Regions from separate parts of the Lactuca sativa genome. Here region 2 is linked to region 1. Evidence: chromatin contacts called from public Hi-C data. All regions are on one chromosome and are shown on one strand. The core of a region is the stretch at or near the end of the contact, and the rest is flanking DNA. Distances in the headings are between cores, read along the strand shown. Region 1 holds the start of LOC111896946 (transcription factor bHLH62). Region 2 holds the start of LOC111896985 (kinesin-like protein KIN-12B).

What was found. A called contact is a pair of places that touch in the nucleus more often than the background predicts.
Region 2: a Hi-C map of seed shows a contact between it and region 1, with 4 times the contacts expected there. The contact joins the promoter of LOC111896985 here to the promoter of LOC111896946 in region 1. A contact is called at or near these places in 4 of 4 Hi-C or Micro-C datasets (bud, leaf and seed).

The regions. Positions count from the first base shown.
Region 1 is chr1:88,846,684-88,851,152 of Lsat_Salinas_v11, forward strand. It overlaps LOC111896946 (transcription factor bHLH62), which reads left to right and starts at 2,248. Exons shown (of 8, transcript XM_023892920.2): 1 at 2,248-3,386; 2 at 3,479-3,712; 3 at 3,805-3,870; 4 at 3,972-4,040; 5 at 4,124-4,195; 6 at 4,284-4,433. The coding sequence starts at 2,490.
Region 2 is chr1:89,244,500-89,248,968 of Lsat_Salinas_v11, forward strand. It overlaps LOC111896985 (kinesin-like protein KIN-12B), which reads right to left and starts at 1,845. Exons shown (of 15, transcript XM_023892961.3): 1 at 1,355-1,845; 2 at 1,117-1,251; 3 at 941-1,024; 4 at 730-855; 5 at 569-628; 6 at 350-496; 7 at 134-229; 8 at 1-63. The coding sequence starts at 1,678.

The DNA.
Region 1 (4,469 bases), core at 998-3,497:
ATTTTTTAATGAAAATAACGATAAGAATTTGTTTGAAAGTTTCTTATATTTAGTAATCAAAATTCTAAATTTTCTTATTCTAATAAAAGAATAGGTTTATTTACTTATTGACAAGTATCACATTATTAGAATTCCTTATTAATATTATATGTCACATATCATGCCAATTGTCTACTTATTAATTGATTCTTCATTTTAAATTTTCTCACTCTAATTATATTAAGTTAATAACATTAAATTAAAAAATAAAATAAAATTAATACAAATTATAAGGTGATATAAATTCACGTAATTATTTAAATCAACGATTATAATTTTATATAAGTAAAAAATATCTCTTAAGTAATAATTTATTTAAAATAATTGTTTAATAATTTTGATTTTTTAATATAAAAGTTTAATTAATTTTATAACCGTGGTTTTCACGGGTTATAAACTAGTAGGTTTAATAAAACCCTAAACATTTATGATTAAATACAATTTATCCTACATATAAATATAAATTTTATTTTATGATATAAATATAAATATAAATTTTATGATATATATAATTTATGATTAAATATAATTTTCTTTTTTTACATTTAAATTTTGTTATATTAAATGTAAATGTAAACAATCTGATATAATTTATTTGGTTATGATATGTATTTTATTTTATGATTAAATATAATTTGTTTTATGATTAAATTTATATATGAAGTTATTTATCCGGTTTGTTATAGGAAAATTATCAAACGCCGTAATTTTTAGATGTCCAAAACCTACAAAAATACCCATTTGTTTGTATTTTTATTCTTGAAACGGAGGTGATGTGTCATGTGATATTCTTAGCCTAAACTTTTCTTATGAGATTGTGATGGTATTAAAGTTACTAATCAAGAAGAGATGTATTTTATTGATGATTAGCATTGCAACAATTCATGACAAGACCTGTGACCAGCTACGAACCCGACATAAATATAAGGTTTGTCGGAGTGGCTTCAGTCTTCCTCAACAAAACCTGATTTGGACTTGGTGAACACTAGGCCACCAACTCGGCATGACGAGTTGAGTAGCTAAAATCGATAGAAATGTGTCCTCATTCTTCTTCCTCCCCTCTTCCTCCTTTTTTCTTCCTCACTCGGCAGACCGCCCCTCCTCCTCTCCCTCTCTTATTCTCCCGAGCTTCTTCCCCCCATTTTTCTAATGTGGCGTTCGACAGATGCTTTCATGACTTCGCCTAGTCTAAACATGGTTGGGTTGAGTTTTCTGACTAGCCAACCCAGTTATTATGTAGGTCGTTTTTGGGTTTGCAAATAATTTTTCGGGTTGATCCATGAACCCGCTTATTTTATTAGATTAAAAAAGGGGAAATATATGAGTTGAGTGGTCAAACTCGATATAAATGTGTCGAGTCTCATCCTTCTTCCTCACTCGGCTGATCACCCCTCCTATTCTCCGTCTCTTCTTCTTCCGAGCTTCTTCCCCCCATTTTTCTGATGTGGCGTTCGGCAGATGATGCCACGAATCCGCCCAGCCTAAAAAGGGTTGGGTTGAGTTTTCTGACTCACCAACCCATTTATTATACAGATGGTTTTTGGGTTTGCAAATAATTTTTCGGGTTGATCCATGAACCCGCTTATTTTATTAGTTTTAAAAAAAAGTAAAAAATATATGTATTACATAAATTAAAGAGTATGACTAACAAGTACATCCGTAAATTTAGATTTTTTTCCCATGATTTGTGAACTTGAATCTGACTTATGAACACGGATATGACCCCACGAACCTACAAACTCGTATAATTAAATGAGTTATGCAGGTTAACATGTTAAGAATATTCCGAGTTAACTTTGAGCAAGACGACATATATATTTATATAAGTCCGGTTTTAGTTTTTATGACATGTTAACCCGAACACTACATGATTGTCACCCATAATATTTATTGTTGCATTGGACCCAATCAAAACTTTGATTGCTAAATATTTTTTTACAAGTAATGTGTTAGTGTTATATCTCATTAGAAAAAAAATTAAAATGACATGTTGGAGCCACTTAAGATGTCGTATTTATATTGCAAACATTAAAACTTTTTTAATGTTTAGAGCTTTATCGAATATAATTAATCCTTGCATGATTGATAAACAAATCTCAAATATTTTGTTAGCTAGTAATATCATTAACCCTATTATATTTGAATAAAAAAGAAAGTTGAAAGGGACATCTTCTTTATTTTTTTAATCTTTTGTTTATTGCTTCCTCTTCACTTTCCTTCCCCATCTTTTTCCAACTTTCTTCCCCTTTTTTTTCTTTCTGCTTTTCTGTTATTACCCAACTGCTCTCCAACACAACCCCTTTATCTTTCACATACTCGACTTGAGTGACTTCCAAGAACCAACAACATTATTAAGTTTCCAATCTCCCTTTCTTAATTCCCCCAAAATCAGACACCCATTTTGGGATTTTGATAATACCAATCACAAATTCAGATCACTTATTTCAAATATGGAAAAAGATAGCTTCTTTAGCACTGAAGGTAATGGGATTCCACACGCCTGGAATTCAGTCTTCGGAATGGAAATTGAAAGTCAAGTTAGCGAAATGAATTGTAGCTCCGAACAGATTCCCAATTGCTTTTTCAATCGCAATTGGGATAATTCAATGGATCAGAGCGATCCCTTTGAATCTGCCTTGAGTTCCATTGTCTCATCTCCAGTGAATTCGCATCCTGGAATCCCAATTCCGAGTTGTGGAGGTGAGAACGTGGTGCTCAGGGAATTGATTGGTAGATTAGGAAGCATATGTAATTCTGGGGAGATTTCACCTCAGTCTTGTATACAAGGAAACAATAGCGCCAACACGTCATGCTACAATACTCCATTGAATTCGCCACCGAAGCTCAATTTGTCAATAATGGATCATCATCAGATTCAAGGGAATTTGCCAATTCCCAGGAATCATCAATTACCATTGGCCCCTTTCCCTGCAGATCCTGGATTTGTCGAGAGAGCAGCCAGATTCTCTTGCTTTGGTGGGAAGAATTTTGGGGTGAAAGAATCCGAATTCCCCCATATGGTGGAATCAGGAAAATTGTCAAGAGTGTCAAGTAATCAGTCGTTCAAGACTACTGGATCTCAGTTCGTGGGAATTCAAGAAGAAGGAACTGGAACTCCAATTCCGGCTTCTGATAAGAAATTCAGCAGGTTATCCATGTCGTTGACTTCAGAAAACAAGGAATTGGATAATTCCATGGAGGAATCATCCTTATCCGAACAGATCCCTGGTGGGGAAACCGGAATTAAAGGTCAACATACCAGTTCCAATGGCAGAAAGAGAAAGGCAATTCCGAAGGGGAAAGGAAAAGAAACCCAATTCAGCGCTCAATCTACAAAAGACACCACGGTAAATTCATTCAATTCTTCTCTTTCACGACAACCAATTTTGATATTTAAGAAATTCTGTAAATTAAAGACCTTTTTTTTGTTCTGTTTCAGACTGTGGTAGAACAAGAAAAAGAGGAATCAGATGCAAAAAGAAGCAGGTCGGATGAAGAAGGTAATGCTACAGAAAAAGAAAAGGAAAAGGAAAAGGAAAAGGTAGAAGGGAATGGGAATGGGAATCAGAAGCAAACGAAGGAAACAGCAAAACTACCAGAGCCACCGAAGGACTACATTCATGTCCGAGCAAGAAGAGGTCAAGCTACGGATAGTCACAGTCTTGCTGAAAGGGTATGTCAATTCCATTCCATTCGTTTCAATTCCATTCCATTCTTTTCTTTTATGTCATGAAACCAATTGACATTCTATTTTGGAAATTTTAGGTCAGAAGAGAGAAGATAAGTGAGAGGATGAAGTTCCTTCAAGATCTTGTTCCTGGTTGCAACAAGGTAAAAAGAAAAAAAAAATCATTTATTTATTTATTATACATTGAAATTTTTTACAAATTGTTTGTAATTTGAGATTTTTATTTTTTTATTTTTAATTAAAGGTGACAGGAAAGGCTGTAATGCTGGATGAGATTATAAATTACGTACAATCATTGCAGAGACAAGTTGAGGTACATACAGACTAATTCAAATAAAAAATATATTAATTTTCTTAATTATATAAATATTAATATATCGATTTTCTTTTTAATAGTTCTTGTCAATGAAATTGGCAACCGTTAATCCAAGAACAGATATGAACATGGAAGCTCTTCTATCCAAAGACGTAAGCGCTTTTCAATTTCATAATATATCCAACTATCTCATCAAGGGGCATTTTAGTAATTTCCCATACCTTTCTATCTATTTTTCAGACTTTCCAAAGGGCATCCATGTCAAACGTCATGAATCATATTGACGCATCAGTCCAGCCATTTTATGGAATGATTCCCGATGGACAAGAACACCCTTTGATGGCAATGATGCATCGTAATTCAAACATGAAGTCAGATGGTTTTGGCGAAGTAATTTACTATTTCTGATTTGAACAAAATAAATTA
Region 2 (4,469 bases), core at 595-3,094, 400 kb after region 1:
TGATCCAGCAAGGTCAACAAGATTCATTCGACTTGTTTTCAAGCAGCTCAATCCATCCATGCTCTAAACAATGGGAATTTACAAATTACAATTATGCCCTTTCGCATTACAATTATTACAATCTTATTATTACCTTGCAGCGTGACTCAACAACACAAGTGAATACACTGTGTGAGCGGGAACTTTCTATATTTATACTTGTTGCTCCAGTCTTCCTATTTGACAAACCCTGCATAATTTTTATATTATCAACGAGATTTCTAGAAAATTATATGCTTTCTGAATGTGTTTGACTATTAGTCAAATGCAGAAGATACCATATAAAAGTGATAATTGACAAATCACACACCTTTTTGAGAAGTTCTGTCACATCTTTCATATTGCAAATAGAAGATTCGGTTAAATTTTCAACATAAACACCGGTTTTGGTATCTTCTCTTAAATGAAGGTTTTTTTGTGATGGATTCAGCAAATCAGTAACTTGTTCATTGTATATCTGAAAATAAAATGTTTTGGGATCAGTATGAAGTGAGAACAAACAATCATAAATGATCATATTGATTATTACCTCAAGAAAAGAGCAGCGACACTGATACATAAGTTGTTTGTCAGCATGTTTATCTTGTTCCTACAAGAAATAAGTAAATCATGAGATAAAGTTACATAATTGACCCTGCTTTTTCAAGGTAAGAAGGGGTTGGGACCCATAAAAAAGATGTGTAAAGTTACCTCATTTATGCGAGAAAATAGTCGTTCAAAAACTCTGGGTGTCAAGCCTTGTTCATCGCTAGATGAATTTTCTTCCAACAATGCATTGGTGGGTCCCCATATTGTGAAGGTCTTTCCACTACCAGTCTATGAAAATCAAATGTACAGTGATGAATTAAGACAAATAGGAGCGTTAAAAGCTTATTTCTATGAAGGAAACACGAAATGATACCTGTCCATATGCAAATATAGAACTGTTGAATCCAGCAAGACAATTCTCAACAAGAGGAGCTCCCACAAGCTGGAATATATCTATCTGAAAGAAAAAACCATTTGGCGAGAATATTAGTAAAAAATCTGAGTTTTTTATATAAAAGGAAACTAAATTAACAAGAACAATCCACTTGCCTGAGTTGCGGTTGTGTCTGCTACATGATCAAAAGTAAATTGTTGTCCAAGTATCGACAATGAATCACCAGAAGTCTTCTGAACAATCGTTTCTCCCTCTTCATTTTTACTCTGTGGTCGCACTCTTACAATAACCTAAAGAAAAACTTCAGATTCAGCTGACATTTTGTAAGGCTGCAAACTGTAAACATTTTCCAGCAAAAAAAAAAACACTGGATTAGGGTTTAAAAATGCATACCTTAACCCCTGTATCAGAAGATCCAGAGACACCATTTTCAGGTTGAAACTCAGTACCAAGCTTCCGCTTGAGAGGATTTGATGAAGGAGGTCTCGGTGGGAGCAGGGATTTCAATTTACTAGCAACTGAGGGAGAGGGTTTACCAGTGAAAGAAGGATTATGAGAGGAATCTGGAATGACGTTCGTATTGGAAGGCGGAGCATTTTCCTTGGAAGATTTCTGTTTTCGATTTGAAGATCTATTCTGCTTCATTGAACTAGGGTTTTGTGGTGGCATATCGAAAGAAGTCTCTCTCAATATCGGGCTTCTAGGTGGCTTCTTCATCTTCACAAACCCTAATCCAGTGTGTAGAGAAAAGGATTATCCTACAGAGTAGAGAGGGGGGACTGTAGAGAGAGAATGAGAAAATTAGCCGTTGGAGAGGGTTTTGAAAGAGGAAATAATTTGAAATCGAAATGGGGACGATGGAGTTTCCTCTAACGTTCTTCTGATGACTAAAAATTCAATTTTCACCCTTTAACTTAAAGCAAGTTGCAATTAATACCTTACATCTTTACAATTTAAGGGCGTTTATGGATGTGTTTTTCTTAACCTCGTAAAAACTCAAGATGTTATTTCTCAATAATCAAAAAAGTTCTTATATTATATTTTTATTTATTAAAATCATTTAATATTCTGATTTTGCCAAAATTAATATTACATAGCCATTTCATAGCAATAATTAATTTCATAACCATTTTATTGCAATGTATTTTAATTAAAACTAGGATACATCAATGTGTTTTTATTGAAAATATCTATTAAAACCAATTGAATGATCTCATATAAAACTTATTAATTTTTTTTTTAAAAAACCATAACATAAAATAGTTACGAAGCATTAATTTAATCAAACCTTAGAACATAAAATGGTTTTTAGAGATTTTTTCTTTTTTTTTCTAAAAATAATTATTGTGATGTTCAAACATTAAAAATTAATTCAAAGCATAATTATTCGCACAAAATGATTAACTATAATATATAATTACAAGAACGACCACAAATTATTTAAGAATTATTGTATATGGATATTGACACATGGACTATATGGATATTGACACATCGATCATGTAAAAGAAACACATATCATATAATAACCAATCATTTTTCAAAAATAACAAGTAATTTAAGAAGGTACTACTTGGTGACATATTTGGGGACATATAATAACCAATCATTTTTCAAAAAAAGTTTTGAAGATTTAATATAATTTTCGAAGGTAATACTTGGTGACATATTTTCGAAGGAGACATTTAATAACGGGAAATTGACATTGTAGCACAACTAAGTTTTGGTTTTTTCCCAGACTGGTCACTCAAGTTTTTTTTGGCGCAATTAATCCCTCAACTTTCAAATTATCCGTCAACTACGCCATTTTGACCAAGAATATTAGATGAACCGATTACTTTGCTTACGTGTTAATTAGAAAAACGAATAAAAAGAAAATTGTAGGTCACGATAGCAATTACACATATTTATCAACTTAAATGAGACGAGTTGAGTGTAATTGAGAGGGACTTAAGTTCAACTCGTAGTCTTCATTTTCATTAGCAATACTCCAAAACCTTCGACCAGAGTTGTGGTTTACAATTCCTCCACAGATCAAAGTGAAGTAGGAGGAAGAAGAAGTTATGTCAGCCTCGAACCCCAATGCGATATTTTCGTTAGTTGAACTGAACTTTAAGGGGGTGTTTATTCATCGTCCTTTATTTTACACTAACAGTATGAAATTCATCTTCACAGATCATGATTTTTCCGGTATGACACGCTCAAAATGTATTACTTTTCTCGAACGTTGCATGCAACTACATTGTAAGAAGTTATACTAAAATGAGCCAGGTGATCCCCTTTTGAGTGGCCTTATACCTATCTAGAATGAAATGGAATATGCAGGTTCCATCTTTGATGCATATGGAATTGATGGTCAAATATCCCTTTTATATGGACCATATTGATGATGGAATAGATGATATGTTTGAGTCAGAAGGAGGAGATGATGACCATGACTCTTACATTAGTGGTGGGGATGATGATATAGGTACCCTATGGATGTGATAGTGGATTTTAATGAGGAAATAATTATTATGAATAGGACATGTAATGATGAATTCTTGACTAACTTGTGTTCCCAAGAAGAGGGGGAGCAGGAGGATACCAACTATGATGTAGAAGATGAGGACGGAAGTGAACCCAGAAGTCAAGTTCATGTCATTTTTAATGAGTCAACATACTGGAAGAAACAAAATCTCATACTTGGTATGAGATTTAAAGATCCAGCTCAAGTAAAAACAATGTTGTGCAGCTATGTCGTAGCCAATGCGTACCAATTATGCTTTGTTAAAAAATGATAGGAAAAGTTTGTTGACACATTAAACAGAAAAACATTTAACAGTTAAATGATTAGGGCACATGCAACCTACGAAGGATCTATGTCTTTCACGTAAAGGCAACATACTATGAACTATCATCCTACAAAACTTTTTGTATATGACACCTAATTTATAAGGATGAAAATTTACCTTGATGATTATTGTAGTAAACAATCTTGAATTCCTTCTTCAAAGCTTTTGGTAGCAAGTTGTAGCATCCATAAAATTCAAGAGAATTTTGAACGTTTAAAACCAATCCAGAAATCATCATTGTTTACAAAATAGTTTTCAAAACATGTTTAATATCAGAGTTTTCCCAAAATCATAAAACAAAACACGGGGAGGTGCATGATTACACCTCCGCCTTCCCGCGATCATCTGAGGTACCTGAAACATAACCCAAAATTGTCAGCCCAAAACTTAGTGAGGTCCCCTAAAGTATCAACATACAAACAAATAACACATATAAAACAACATGCACACAGAGCCTTCAGCATGACTGGACCCCTTACAGGCCTTCGGCCTATTTGGACCGCTCACATGACCTTTAACATGATTGGTCCGCCGCACCGGGCCTTCAGCATATCTGGACCGTCCTCCGGTCCTTCGGCCTAACTGGACCGCCTCGTAGGGCCTACAGTCTATCTAGTCCGCCCTGGATGTCTTGGCCTTCGGCACAAAGCGGGACCGCTTCAACCTAACCAACC